2 separate regions of the Ovis canadensis genome follow, and region 1 is linked to region 2. Evidence: chromatin contacts called from public Hi-C data. All regions are on one chromosome and are shown on one strand. The core of a region is the stretch at or near the end of the contact, and the rest is flanking DNA. Distances in the headings are between cores, read along the strand shown. Region 1 holds the start of LOC138440597. Region 2 overlaps ZNF608 (zinc finger protein 608).

Region 1 (6,780 bases), core at 286-2,785, 91 kb after region 2:
CCTTCGCCTGGTCTCCACCCCTCCCTTTTCCTGAAGGGTTGTGCTCATAAAGAATCCTTTCCTCCAATTCTTCTGTCTTGTGCACATTTTTACCAAATGCCTAATTACCATTGACTCTCATCTCAATAAGCATTTTTATACTCAATGACTTGAGTGGGGTTTTTTTTTCCCTGTGAAGGAATTAGAATGGAATCAACTATGATTTGAGGAAACGCTTACTTTCCTTCATGTAATCTCCCCTCCCCCCCCACCACCATTGATATAGTGAGTAAATTCAGCTGTCACCTAAGTAATAGTAACAGACCATATGGGAAACAATTTTTAAATCTCTTTTTGGGACTTTTGAAAGAAATCCTTTCTTCCCCACTACTTGAGTCCCAACTATCCAAATATTTTACCTGCTATTAAAGACATTCCCAAGGAAATGAGTCTTACCTTGTGAGGGGTCCCTTACCACAGAGGAGTTCAATACAAGTTCTCTGCAGAATTCAAATAGCAGTGAGCAAGTGTAGTAAGCCAGCTAAAAATAGACTTTGAGTATTATCTCTTGGTGTTTCCAAGGAAGAAGGGAGACTGGTGGTTTATAGAAACTAAGACACACTTTATTTCTTTACCCTAATAGTTTATATATGTCTCAAAAGCAAAATCTACCTCCTTTTAATGTGTGCTTTTAAAGAAATGAGTTGTTTTTTATTATAATTTTTTTTAAGGCACTTGTCCTCTGGAGAAATAAAGAGGATGTTATATTTTGTTTCCCTCTGACATTTGGTATACTAAGTGCACTTAAGTTTAGTAATTCACAGATGCAGTGCTAAATTAAATTGTCTGTCTGCAAAGCAGTTGGGAAAAGCAGAATGGCTTGCAGGAAACAAGTGTGTTCGTGTTGAGGGTTTTTTTTTTTTTTCCTTATCCTCTGTGGCAAGTGCTTACTAAAGCTGATTCTAAAGATAACCCCAAGAGCAAACCTATTGTGTACATATATTTTCTTAAGAGGGCTATTTTAGGAGTCCTTACTATGAAACAAGACCAAACAGTGAAATAGATACCATGCTAAGGCTAATTCTTGTCTCACAAAGCCAGAGAGGAGAGGATTAGGAAGAATAAATCATAGCTGATTGTCTCCTATCTGAGCTCCAAGCTCCCTCTTGCATGCACATCATTTTTTTCCCTAAATAAAAATCACCATTATTTTATATTATTGAATTGGAAACAAAACCGATTCCTTTCAGTCACTTTCTGTTTTAAGCACTGGTAACTGGCGCTTAGTTTTTGTTGGCTGCTTGCCAAACGAAAGCAATTATGTGTAATAATAGAAAAATTAAGAGGTGAGTGTTGCTGTTTTACAGCAGGACATGGCAAAAACCATTTCCTTCTGTCAGCAGTATCTTGATTACCCTCTCACACACAGCCTTACCCTTTTGTACCACACAAGTATCTCATGAACACACACACACTTACACACACACACACACACACACACACATGATTTCCTGTGGGTTTTTGCTTGAGGTCACTGAAACCAGAAAGAGGAAGCATGCAAACCACAGCTTTTGAAGCAAATGAGAATAGAGCTTTGCTGGTAAAAAGTATAGTAATAATAAATGAACTAGAAATAGGGTAATTTGTGCTAACCTTGGTCCTTCTTCATTCCCCACTCCTGCAGGTGTCCTAGTGGTCAATGTCACGTGGAGGAACAAGACTTACGTAGGGACCTTACTGGACTGCACCAAGCACGACTGGGCCCCTCCCAGGTAGGCACGGGGCCTTTGATTTCAGCCTCTGTCTTTCTCTCCTCCTTCCTCTTCTTCCCCTCTCCTTCTCTTTGCAAGGAAACTACAGAGAGAGATTAATAATACTTAAAAGTCAGTTTGTAATTGAAACCAAGCAAAAGAGCAATGAGCAATTCAGGATTGAACACAATAAAATGCAGATGCCACATTGCTTGTTTTTTGGGTGATCGCTATTTCCTGCCCCTCCTTTATCTCCTTTGTTTTCTTTTTCGTCAACATGGGAATTTGAACTGCATTGAAAACTTAGCTACCTGAGCTGGTTTTCTGAGGAAGACCATAAGCCATTGGTAGCCTGATCTGTCATAGGTATTGAAATTGTCAGTGGAAGAATTGGGTGTCTTTTCCTCATCTGGGCCCAGCGCTCAAGCTGCTGGGGAGTTGACTGCTCTTTACTACATTGCGTGCCTTGTGATTTCACCTGGCTCCTTTGGAAATGCTCGTTTTGACCGCTGTTACTTGCTTCCCTAGGTTCTGCGAGTCACCAACCAGCGACCTGGAGATGAGAGGGGGCCGAGGCCGAGGGAAAAGAGCAAGGTCTACCGCAGCTGCCCCGGGCTCGGAGGCCAGCTTCATAGAGTCCAGAGGGCTGCAGAACAAGAACAGAGGAGGGGCCAATGGGAAGGGGAGGCGGGGCAGCCTCAACGCCAGCGGGCGGAGGACACCCCCGAATTGTGCTGCTGAGGACATCAAAGCCAGCCCCTCCTCCACCAACAAAAGGAAAAACAAGCCTCCAATGGAGCTAGACCTGAACTCCAGCTCCGAGGACAGTAAGCCCGGGAAGCGTGTCCGCACAAATTCCAGAAGCACTCCCACCACCCCTCAAGGGAAACCAGAGACGACTTTTTTGGACCAGGGCTGTTCTTCTCCTGTGTTGATTGATTGTCCCCACCCAAACTGCAACAAAAAGTACAAGCACATCAACGGCCTCAGGTACCACCAGGCTCATGCCCACTTAGACCCAGAGAACAAGCTGGAGTTCGAACCAGATAGTGAGGATAAGATCTCAGACTGCGAGGAGGCCTTGAGCAACGTGGCGCTGGAATGCAGCGAGCCAAGCACAAGTGTATCAGCTTATGAGCAGGTGAAGGCGCCAGTGTCCCCTGGCTCAGGGAACCCCCCCGGCACCCCCAAGGGAAAGAGAGAGCTCCTGAGCAACGGCCCAGGTTCTGTTATTGGAGCGAAGGCTGGGAAGAATTCTGGCAAAAAGAAGGGTCTTAACAATGACCTCAATAATCTTCCAGTCATCTCCAACATGACAGCCACCTTAGACAGCTGCTCAGCAGTGGACGGCAGTTTGACTGTGGAAATGCCCAAACTGGAAGCAGAAGGATTAATTGATAAGAAAACTTTGGGAGAGAAAGAAAAGGGCAAAAAAGCCAACAATTGCAAAATGGACAAAAATCTCTCTAAACTTAAAACTGCCCGGCCCATTGCCCCTGCCCCAGCTCCCACACCCCCGCAGCTAATCGCTATTCCCACTACAGCCTTTCCAAGCACCACTACGGGGACCATACCCGGACTGACCACAGTTGTTCAGGCCACACCAAAGAGTCCTCCGTTAAAACCCATTCAGCCAAAGCCCACAATTATGGGGGAGCCCATCACCGTGAACCCAGCCCTCGTGTCCCTCAAGGACAAAAAGAAAAAGGAGAAGCGAAAGCTGAAGGACAAAGAAGGGAAAGAGACGGGGAGCCCGAAAATGGATGCAAAGCTGGGCAAACTCGAGGATGCCAAGGGGACTGGGAAAGATTTATCCGGACATTTTTTAAAGGACCATCTCAGCAAGAATGAAGGGCTGGCAAATGGACTGTCTGAGTCTCAAGAGAGTCGAATGGCTAGTATCAAAGCCGAGGCTGATAAGGTTTACACTTTTACAGACAACGCTCCCAGCCCTTCCATCGGGAGTGCCTCAAGGATGGAGTGCAGCACTTTGGTGAACGGACAGGCGCCCATGGCCCCGCTGCACGTGCTGACCCAGAACGGAGCCGAGAGTTCTGCGGCCAAGACGAGCAGCCCCGCCTACTCAGACATCTCCGATGCTGCTGATGACGGTGGTTCTGACAGCAGGTCAGAGGGCGTGAGGTCGAAGACCAGTTCCCCATCAGATATACTCTCTAGTAAGGACGGCGCTGCGAAAGGACATTCTTCAACGACAGCACAATCATCTCAAATGAAAGAGTCCCACTCTCCCTATTACCATGGCTACGATCCTTATTATTCTCCCAGTTACATGCACCCTGGGCAGGTGGGCGCCCCTGTAGCTGGGAATGGCGGGAGCACCCAGGGGATGAAGATCAAGAAGGAGTCTGAGGAAGAAGCGGATAAGAAAGACAAGGCAGAGCAGCTCGAGGCTAAGAAAGTGGACCATAATCCTGCATCCTTACAGCCTCAGCACCAGTCGGTGATCACCCAGAGACACCCGGCCCTGGCTCAGTCACTGTATTACGGCCAGTATGCCTATGGGCTCTATATGGACCAGAAGTCTCTGATGGCCACCAGCCCTGCCTATAGACAGCAGTATGAGAAGTACTATGAGGACCAGAGGCTGGCAGAGCAGAAAATGGCCCAAACTGGGAGAGGAGACTGTGAAAGGAAAAACGAGCTCCCTTTGAAAGAGCTGGGCAAGGAGGACAGTAAACAGAAAAACATGCCATCGGCCACAGTCTCAAAAGCTCCCTCTACTCCGGAGCCTAACAAAAACCATTCTAAACTAGGGCCGTCAGTGCCTAATAAAACTGAGGAGACAGGTAAATCGCAGCTTCTCTCCAGTCACCAGCAGCAGCTTCAGGCCGACAGCTTCAAAGCTAAGCAGATGGAAAACCACCAGCTTATTAAGGAGGCTGTAGAAATGAAATCTGTCATGGACTCTATGAAGCAGACAGGTGTAGACCCAACCTCGAGATTTAAACAAGTAAGATTGGGGAGCGTGGCCCCCACAGGGAGAGAGCAGCCTGAGATTTGTACATGGCTGGTCTTGATCTGGTTAGAATTCTTCACAGGAAATCAACCAAGGGTTCCTTAGGCTGGATTTCTCTTCTCTTGAAAAGTGTTTTAAGTGACACTCTCAGGATTTCTTGTGTATCTCTGAAATGTACATTGATCGCTATTTCCTAGTCACGTGGTGTAGTAAAAAGAATCTTGGCCGTGTGCTTTGCAGATTCATGTTCCCTGCCTTAACTGATTCTGATGTCCCTTATTGTCTTACTGAGTCCAAAGTGAGGGAATTCTATCCTGTGGTGGCTGAGGTCCCTTCTAACTAACTCTAAGATTCTGAGTCTGAGAACTCAAATAATTTGTTCTTTTACATTTCCAAATTTATTTTGGCATCTTCTGGGGATATTAAGACAGGGTCCTTAAATTCACATTTCCTACTTACCTTTTTAATGAAACTTGGAGTGTCTTAAGGCGTCTAGACTTCTGTTTTATGTGCTACGTGAAGGGCCTCAAAGCAGGGCTCAGTGCCTCTCGCTTGTGAGGAGAGTGAGGAGGTAAAAGGATGGGCCTCGGGCAGTCATCCCAGAGCCCCGCGGTCGGCCAGCCTGAGGTTCAATGTGCCGACACCTGAAAATCGGTCACCGTGAAACCACACGTGTGCTAGCATTTTCTGTCACGATTCAGACGTCCTGTCTCAACTGTAGTCCCAGAAGTATTAATTCTGGTATTTCCCAGCACCCCAGCCCTCACTTAGAGGGGGCATATAGAGGTCCCCGGTGAATCAGAGCAACAGAATCCTTTCTTCATGCTTATTTCTGCCCCCAAATTGGGCCTTAACCCTAAGCACCCAGTGGGTTTGTAGCATGAATGGGATGGGTTGCAGGGGAGCCACAAAGACCATTTTAAAGACCCTCAGTTTCTCCACTTTTGGAGTCGAATCAGGCTGTGACATCACAGGGCTGCATTAGAACTGTACAGTTGCTGGGGGTGGGGGTGTGTGTTATGGATGCCTTTGTTTCCTAGTAGTAAAGCCATAATGTGTGGTGTTAATTTTTAACTTTGTTTTGTTTAATGAAACGATCTGGTTTATATTCAGCCTCGGCTGCAGTAGATGAAGGAAGTGTATTAGGAAACCAAGAGTTTTCCCCTCTAAATGATGTTAATTGATATAATTACTTAAGCTATATTAAAACTTAAACAGTAGGTAAAACTTATTATTATCAGCTTGAGTTTTTGATGTTCTTTTTACCTATGTAAGATAGTAAGGGAAAAACAAGAGTTAGATTGAGTATGTCTGAGGGTGTTATTTAATGTTAAGAATTGACATTAACACCCCAGCTCTGAATTCCAGCCAAGCTCAGTTTTGAAGCCCAGCTCCACAAACTGAGCAGCATTCTGACCCTGATACTACTTGAGCTTTAAGAGCTTTGCTTTTGTCTTCTGTAAAAGAGATTATTAATCATGCCAGCCTTATACATCATTCCTTCGTAAGAAGAGGCAGTATAGCTCACAGGGTAAGCATATAAATAAATATTACCTTAGTATTAGAAGTAATAGTAATAGTGCTGTCATGGCGATGAATGAGTTTTTCTTAAAAATGTTAATTTAATTTTAATAAGTCTTTTTTCCAAAACCAGGATCCAGATACAAGGACATGGCATCATTATGTATACCAACCCAAATACCTGGATCCACAAAAGTCAGAAGAACTTGATAGAGAAAAGAAATTAAAAGAGGATAGTCCCAGAAAAACCCCCAACAAAGAGAGTGGTGTGTCCAGCCTTCCTGTATCGTTAACAAGCATCAAAGAGGAGCCCAAAGAGGCCAAGCGTCCTGATTCTCAGTCCTTGGATGAGGGCAAACTGAAAAACGATGATCGGAAGACTCCCGTGAACTGGAAGGACTCTCGGGGAACCAGAGTGGCTGTCTCCTCGCCCATGAGTCAGCATCAGTCGTACATACAGTACTTGCATGCTTATCCTTACCCGCAAATGTACGACCCCAGCCACCCTGCGTACCGGGCCGTCTCTCCCGTCCTAATGCACAGTTACCCTGG
Region 2 (7,094 bases), core at 2,509-5,008:
AATGTCTGTGTGTGTGTGTATGTATATTTATTTTTTTTTTCCTTGACAATCAACTGTTAAAAAGGGGCTGATCCCTTTAAAAACCGTTTTAACTGATCTTTGTCAAACACACACTCATTTGCGGTCATTGAGGCCACCTTGGCGCAGATCACTTAAAGTGTATGTCTTAATCAGTTTCCCGTACAGTCAGTAGCACCATATTTAACAGATTGAGCCAGTCTGTGACCTAGGAATATGGTAGAATTGTTTAGATGTAATTTTTTTTCCTCAAAAGGCAGATATTTAGCCTTTTATTTAGCACTGTCTTTTTTAAAATAGAGAAATGATCTTAAAGACGTGTGTGTATAACATTGTATAAACTGTTGGGGAATAGAGGATAGGAGATGGGGGCTTGTGTATGGGGTGTGGGGGGGTATTGGTTGTTTTTTTCTGTTCCTTACTGGGAACAAAAAACAGATTGCCCAGACAATTTGTAAAAAGAAGTAATAAAATTAGAAATGAGGAAAATTTAGCAACATCATTCTGAAACTAGCCTCAGAGAACTTCCAGGGTCTGGTCTTTTAAATTGCAAGATCTAGGACATGTTTAAGGGTGTTTAAAACGTGTTCCTTCCTCTTGTCTGAGTGTTCAGCCTGTGTTTCTGGGATTGTTATCATGTGTATGTGCTAGGGAAAAAAAAGCTAAACTCTCTTTTTTTTTTCCTTAAACCTTTCTGAACTTCACTCAGATCCTTAAGATATTTTAATGCCTTTTAAAAGTGATTATCTTTGTGTCGTTGATAAAGGGCTTGTCTTTTTTAGCTACTGTAAGATGCTTACTGTCATGGGTATGTTTTTTGGGTTTGGTTATTTTTCTTTAAACCTGATATTGGACTGTGGAGACAATACATGAGCCACCTTCCTCACCATCCTTCCCTGTACCCCTTACTGACTCCCCAATATTAATCGTTTTTTATTCTGGTAACACCCAGACAAGAAATATTCGACTTTTCCCCCTTCACAGGAAAAGGTGGACCTGGACTGAAGGGTGTAAAATCCCTGGACCCAAACCTGGGGCAGGAAAAAGAAGAGGAAGATTAGAAGACTTTTCTTTTTTTTTTTTTTAAGAGAAAGCCCAGCGGAGCTAAACGAATGTCCCCTCATCTCCAAAGGAAAGTTCATCGGATTTTTATTCTAGAGATCTCATCTTCAGGATGTCAGTGAACATTTCTACGGCAGGAAAAGGTGTGGATCCAAATACGGTTGATACTTATGACAGTGGCGATGATTGGGAAATCGGGGTTGGAAATTTAATAATTGATTTGGACGCTGATTTGGAGAAGGACAGACAGAAATTTGAAATGAATAATTCCACCAACACTACTAGCAGCAGCAACTCTAAGGATTGTGGAGGTCTGGCCTCCAGTGGGGCCGGCGCTCCCGCAGCCTTAGCTGATGGCCTAAAATTTGCTTCTGTTCAGCCCTCTGCTCCCCAGGGGAATTCACACAAAGAGACCAGCAAATCAAAAGTGAAAAGGAGTAAAACTTCTAAGGATGCTAATAAATCTCTGCCTTCTGCTGCCTTGTATGGGATTCCCGAGATCAGCGGCACTGGCAAGAGGCAGGAAGTCCAAGGGCGCCCTGGAGAGGCAACTGGCATGAATTCAGCGCTGGGTCAAAGTGTGAGCGGCGGCGGCGGCGGCGGCGGCGGCAACCCGAACAGCAATAGTACCAGCACTGGCACCTCCGCTGCTACCGCGGGGGCAGCCTCCTGCGGGAAAAGCAAAGAGGAGAAGCCAGGTAAAAGCCAGAGCAGCCGAGGAGCCAAGCGGGATAAGGATGCGGGGAAATCCAGGAAGGACAAGCACGACCTGCTTCAGGGCCACCAGAATGGCGGTGGCAGCCAGGCCCCTTCCGGGGGGCACCTCTATGGCTTTGGGGCCAAGAGCAATGGAGGTGGCGCGAGCCCCTTCCACTGCGGGGGCACTGGGAGTGGCAGCGTCACGGCTGCCGGGGAAGTTAGCAAAAGTGCCCCGGATTCAGGGCTCATGGGAAACTCTATGTTGGTAAAGAAGGAAGAGGAGGAGGAGGAGAGCCACAGGCGAATCAAGAAACTGAAAACTGAGAAGGTAGGATAAAGTCGCCTTCTTAGATCTCCTACTTTTCTCTTTGTGTGCATTTGTGTGGGAGTCGGGGGTGGGGGGATGTGCCTCTATGTGCCTTGCACTTCGTGCTTTCTGGTTCGTTGTGAGATTTCTCTTCTGTGCATCTTTTCTGTGAACGTTTGGTCTGGGATAGCTTACTTGGGTGCAGTGTTTAGCTCTTGCTTCTGCTGCTACTGCTGCTTCTGGTGCTAGCGTTTGGGTCCTCAGGTGGTGGGAGGGTCTGAGTGCTCTAAGTACGTTTTGCCTTACCCAAGGGCTCTTGGCCAGTCAGCCAGTTGCAATGTGCTTTTAATAGAAAATCTGCTCCTGGACCCATGTACCTCTTGTCCTGGTTTCTCCCCTAAGGAGAACTGTCTTCTGTTTTAATGTGCACGTCCTAGTATTTTTGGTAATGTGTCCTCAGGTGCAGGGTTCACATTCCCTCCCCATAGAAGTATGTCTAGGATTCTAATTTACACTCCAGCCTCCACACACTGATTTTCTCCTGATGTTCTCCAAAAAATCCTGTTAAAGGATATCGTCCTGTTATTGTTCTTGAATGGAACATTGGTATCCTAGGGTCGCTGGTTTCATAACTGTGTAGCAAGAATGGAATGGTTTTGGTGGCTGCCAGGGCTCTTTCCTTGTTCCCTTGCCCAGTTCTTAGCTAGAGATTTAAAGAGTGTTATCGCTTGGATTTCTAGCTTGACCAGGGAGCTGAAAGGTTGGTAAGAAAAGTGAAATTGATTTGGTGGATTGGCGTGCTGAAATGTGAAAACAGCCAAGAGATACTCTAAATATGTGTTGCATCTGAGCATGGGGAGGGTTGATTTAGGTAATTTGGACCCTTCTGCCCATCTTTTGTCATTGTCTGAAAGTCTGGTGAGACACTGCCTTTGAGAAATTGCCCCCAGTGTTGTGCTGCTTAGTGCTGGAGGCCTAGGACTTAATGCTCTGGCAATTACTGTGCATTAAGTAATGTTCCAGAGCTGAAGGCACTCAGTCCACTGAACAGGTTGAGAGTGAGCTGGGGGAGAAGTGGTGACTCTATAAAGTTAACTCTTAATGCTGTAGATTGTGCCTTGCGGAAGCAGAATGCCTATCATGTGGTTTGTGGCATGATTGTTTGGATATATATGCTTATTCAATAATTTAATTTTTGCTATTTCTCATATTGTCAGAATTGTGAAATATTTAAGGGTGACAATTCCTGTGTCCAATTACTCACCGCTGTCTAAGATCTTTTTGTTTTCTTCTGTTCAAGATTTAAATAGGAGTACAGGAATGAAGTTTGGGGTTATATAGTTTTAGAAGTTGATGAAGGTACATTAAGGTGTAGATGATGCCAAAATCAAAAAAACCTCCTGCATGCCTGCTTCTTTAATCCATAAGCCCCTGGTCAGACAGCATTTTGAACTGATGATACATTTTTTTTTTAAATTCAGGTTTTGATTCTTATGCTGAAATGTAGAGTTTCACACGATTTCTGCTAAAGGGCATTCTGAAGTCTTATTAGTACAGTAGTGCATTTACTTTTGTTGCCAATAGTCTTCAAATTGCAGTTCTAATCTGCTCTAACTATCTAGATGAATTGCCCTAATCCAGTGCTCACAATGGCTGTGGTTAAGGAGTCAGAGCCATTTGATTGGATTCACTGCTGCCTGGAATGTGGGAGGTACTGCCCTTTTGCATTCCCCTTAGCCTTTTAATCTTCCAGCCAAATGTTCACATTCAACAATTTTGTTTAGCTGGCAATCGGGACATTTCAGTATCTCAAAGGCTGCTGTCATGGCAACTGAGATTAGAGCATGGTATTGGTTCTCCAGTTTTTTGTGTTCTTTTCACTTTCCAGTCACAGAGGAAACTGGATGAAAAATGAAAGAATTAAATTATTCATACACATGCAACTCATCTTCAGTCAGAGCAGTATAAATGTGATAATGTGAATGACCTAAATGAAGAGCAAACAAGTTATGACAGGTCTGGGGTGGAGGAGGGGAGCAAGCATATTGTATTTCGATTCACACCACTGCCAACCATAGCTGCTGGTGTGGGCACAGCGACCCTTCAGGGATGGCGCTCAGGGCCTTGAGTCCTGTAGTGCTGACCCAGGATCTGGAAGCTTGTTCCTTCAGGCTTTCCTGTCTACCTCCACCTCACCCCAGGAGGACTTTTCTTAAGAATGTTTCCTCCTTGGCACACAGGAATGGCACTGCCTTGTACAGATGATTCCCAGGGAAGCAACTCCAATGCCACGAACTCTTGGTTGTGTAAAATTTGACTTCAATTTAGAAAATAATTTCTAAATTGGGAGGAGACCTCTTGAGGAGGGAAAGATTTAGTAGGACAAGCTTTACCTGACAAGATAATTTGGACACTGAGGCATCCTTTGAGAAAGGTTTTTTGATGTTTTTGTACAATGTTTTAATTTCAAAGCCTTGTTTGATTATCTGGGTTGTGAAGAGTAAGTGTCTCAAAAGTGAAGATGATTAATTTTCAGCAGTCGGATGTGGCTCATGAAGGGGCCAAATGTGAAAACCAGAGGGGGTTGTAATGTGGTGTATGTGCTTTTTTTTCCCCTCCCTGGTTGGATGGTTCACAGGAGATTCATAAGACTTGCTGTCACCGGTTAATTTTCACAGCATGCTTAAATGTCTATTTTTGGTCTGTTTATTCTGTTTCTTCACTACAGAAAGTCATGTAAAACATGATAAATTGGACCTTATGAAACCTAATTAAATCAATGAGCGTTCTCCTCCTTTATGTGGAAACCACAAGTATGTTGTAAAAGTCGCCACTCCCTTAATACGTGAACAAAATCAAAACATGCCATAATTCTAAGATGTTTGAGCTGTATTTCTATAGCCCATTTTGTGGTTAAGCCACCAGTGACGTGTCTGAATAAGTAGATTTGACAGGTTGGGTTTTGGTTGTTAAAACCTGCTTCTCCACCTGCCCCCTCCTTTTCTTTTGAAGCATAATAGCCTGCATTGAGGCTCTTCTGCATGTGTCCTTAACTGTCTTATAGTTTTGACTTATCAGACACAGGCAATCAGCTGGGCTAAAGTTCAGTATGGTATATGGGTTTATTTGATCACTGAGAAATTAAAAAATACGTAGATGAATTCTTAAAAACAGCTGAGATTTCAGATACACATTAAAAGCACAGGAAATCTTATGTTTGGGTCTGGGCTTCTAACTATTCAGTGTACATTTAGCAAAGAGAATGATTTCAATAATATTGTGCTGCTTTCATTAAACTGGTCCTTAACAGCCTACATGTGGTATCTACAAATGGACCTGTCTATAAAGGATATCATTCATTTTATTCTCTTGTAGAAGCCTTTTTACACTTCACTAGGGAATTCTGGCACGTTGTCTGAGTGTGAGTAGTTGAAGAACATATTTTGATTAATGAGTTTTGTGAATGATAGGGTTCCCCCCAAATACAGTGCCCCTACAGATTCTAGTTAGAGAGCACAGTTTATCTACTGTGAAATAAAAGGGCAGAAAGGTCACTTGCTATAATTAAAGAACAAAGTCCATTGTTGTTGGACAGCAAACTGTTTGGAAAGCTACATAAGGGACTTAGCTGTTAAAAAGGTTGGTAACTAAGGGCAGCTCCCAATCAGCATTGATTCAGCTCCTTTCTTTTTATTGGCTTCCTCATAGGGTGACAGGGCTTTTGAGATGGGCTGCCCTTTCCCCAAGGAAGTTTTCTGTGAGAACCCATGGTAGCTTGGAATATTTGCATGGCCAGGCACATCACTGGGTTCTGAGCATAGTATCTGAAATCTGCTGGGTTTGCTGGAGAGATGTAAAAAAAAGAAAACTCAACAACTGATTGTGCTAAAAGAGATAAATAATGTTTACCAACTTTTAATAACTTTGCAAATAGTCTGTAAAAAGAAGGGGAGGGTGGGCGAGAGGGATTGATTGTCAAAATGTCATGAGGTTAAGAATGCTCTTCGAGTAAAATTGCTTGGCTGCAAGATGGTTTTAATTAGAGTGTTATAAAGACTTATTTTTCCTAAGCAGCATTTTATAGTTAGTAAATGAAATGTATGCCGAAAGTGCTAAGCAGAAATCTCCCTAACCACAGAGGTGTTCAATAACCAGATTCAAACAACATGGAAAGAACCATCTGTTCTTCATTTTCAGCATGAAAAACATGGGTTGAATGGCTGAGATTTGCTCCAATTTTGACTGTGCCTGTGTGTGCCTGTTTTTTTTTTTTAATTTAAAAAAAGTTCACCTGGTACTTCATAGAAACTCAGAATTGCAGTAATATGAGCAACACTGTGAAAACACATGTTCCTACATTTATTTTAACCAGTTCCACTTTTATTTAAAAGATTTCCAGAAGCCCAGCCATTGAGCACTTTAATAATGGTTATTCAGTTCCTGCAGGCAATCACAATGAGGGGTCAGTTCTTCAAAGATCTAACTATTTAGTCAGTATCTGAATTATTCTGTCAATTTTCCCCCTGGAGGCAAGAGGGGCAAAGGCTCTCCCAGGCTAGCTCTGGTCAGCGATTATCGGTTAATCTAATTGTATGTGGTAGTGTCCTGAACCAGTATTTGCTCTCCATAGACCTTACTCTGGTTCAGAACTATTAGTCTGGGATTGTTGATCATGAGGAAAATATTCTTTTACCGACAATAACTTTGGAGTCCTTGACTTTTAGACCGCCAAGCTTCTGGGTTCTGGTTTTAGTAAGAGCCCTGGGTAAAACATTATCCGGCCTTTGTTTGAGGTCTTTTATAGAAGCTAATGACTGGGCTTGTGCCTCCCTGAGATAAATGACATTATCTCTGAGTGGGCTGACAGGAAACAGACATGTTAATGGTGAAGCTGCAGGGAGGATGTGCCTGGGTTCTGACAAAGTGGAGAAGGAACCCCTGGTTCCTTCCTTGTCGTCATTAACACGTGCGTTCCTGTTCTTCCTAAGAGGCTCTTGATAATTGGAAA

Evidence for each region. A called contact is a pair of places that touch in the nucleus more often than the background predicts.
Region 1: a Hi-C map of lung shows a contact between it and region 2, with 2.2 times the contacts expected there. The contact joins the promoter of LOC138440597 here to the enhancer-like site in region 2. A contact is called at or near these places in 2 of 2 Hi-C or Micro-C datasets (fibroblasts and lung).

Annotation. Positions count from the first base shown.
Region 1 is chr5:41,801,123-41,807,902 of ARS-UI_OviCan_v2, forward strand. LOC138440597 reads right to left here and starts at 1,536. Exons shown (of 3, transcript XM_069590282.1): 1 at 1,483-1,536; 2 at 436-520. The coding sequence starts at 1,536. ZNF608 (zinc finger protein 608) reads left to right here. Exons shown (of 9, transcript XM_069591645.1): 3 at 1,664-1,751; 4 at 2,259-4,701; 5 at 6,362-6,779.
Region 2 is chr5:41,708,158-41,715,251 of ARS-UI_OviCan_v2, forward strand. All of the region lies in intron 1 of ZNF608 (zinc finger protein 608), which reads left to right. Among named protein-coding and RNA genes, the nearest start is that of ZNF608, 7.0 kb to the left of the region's middle. Within about 2 kb of position 3,759, the one cell type or tissue checked has open chromatin away from gene starts, as enhancers often do. A contact at or near this core is called in fibroblasts, where this site is marked.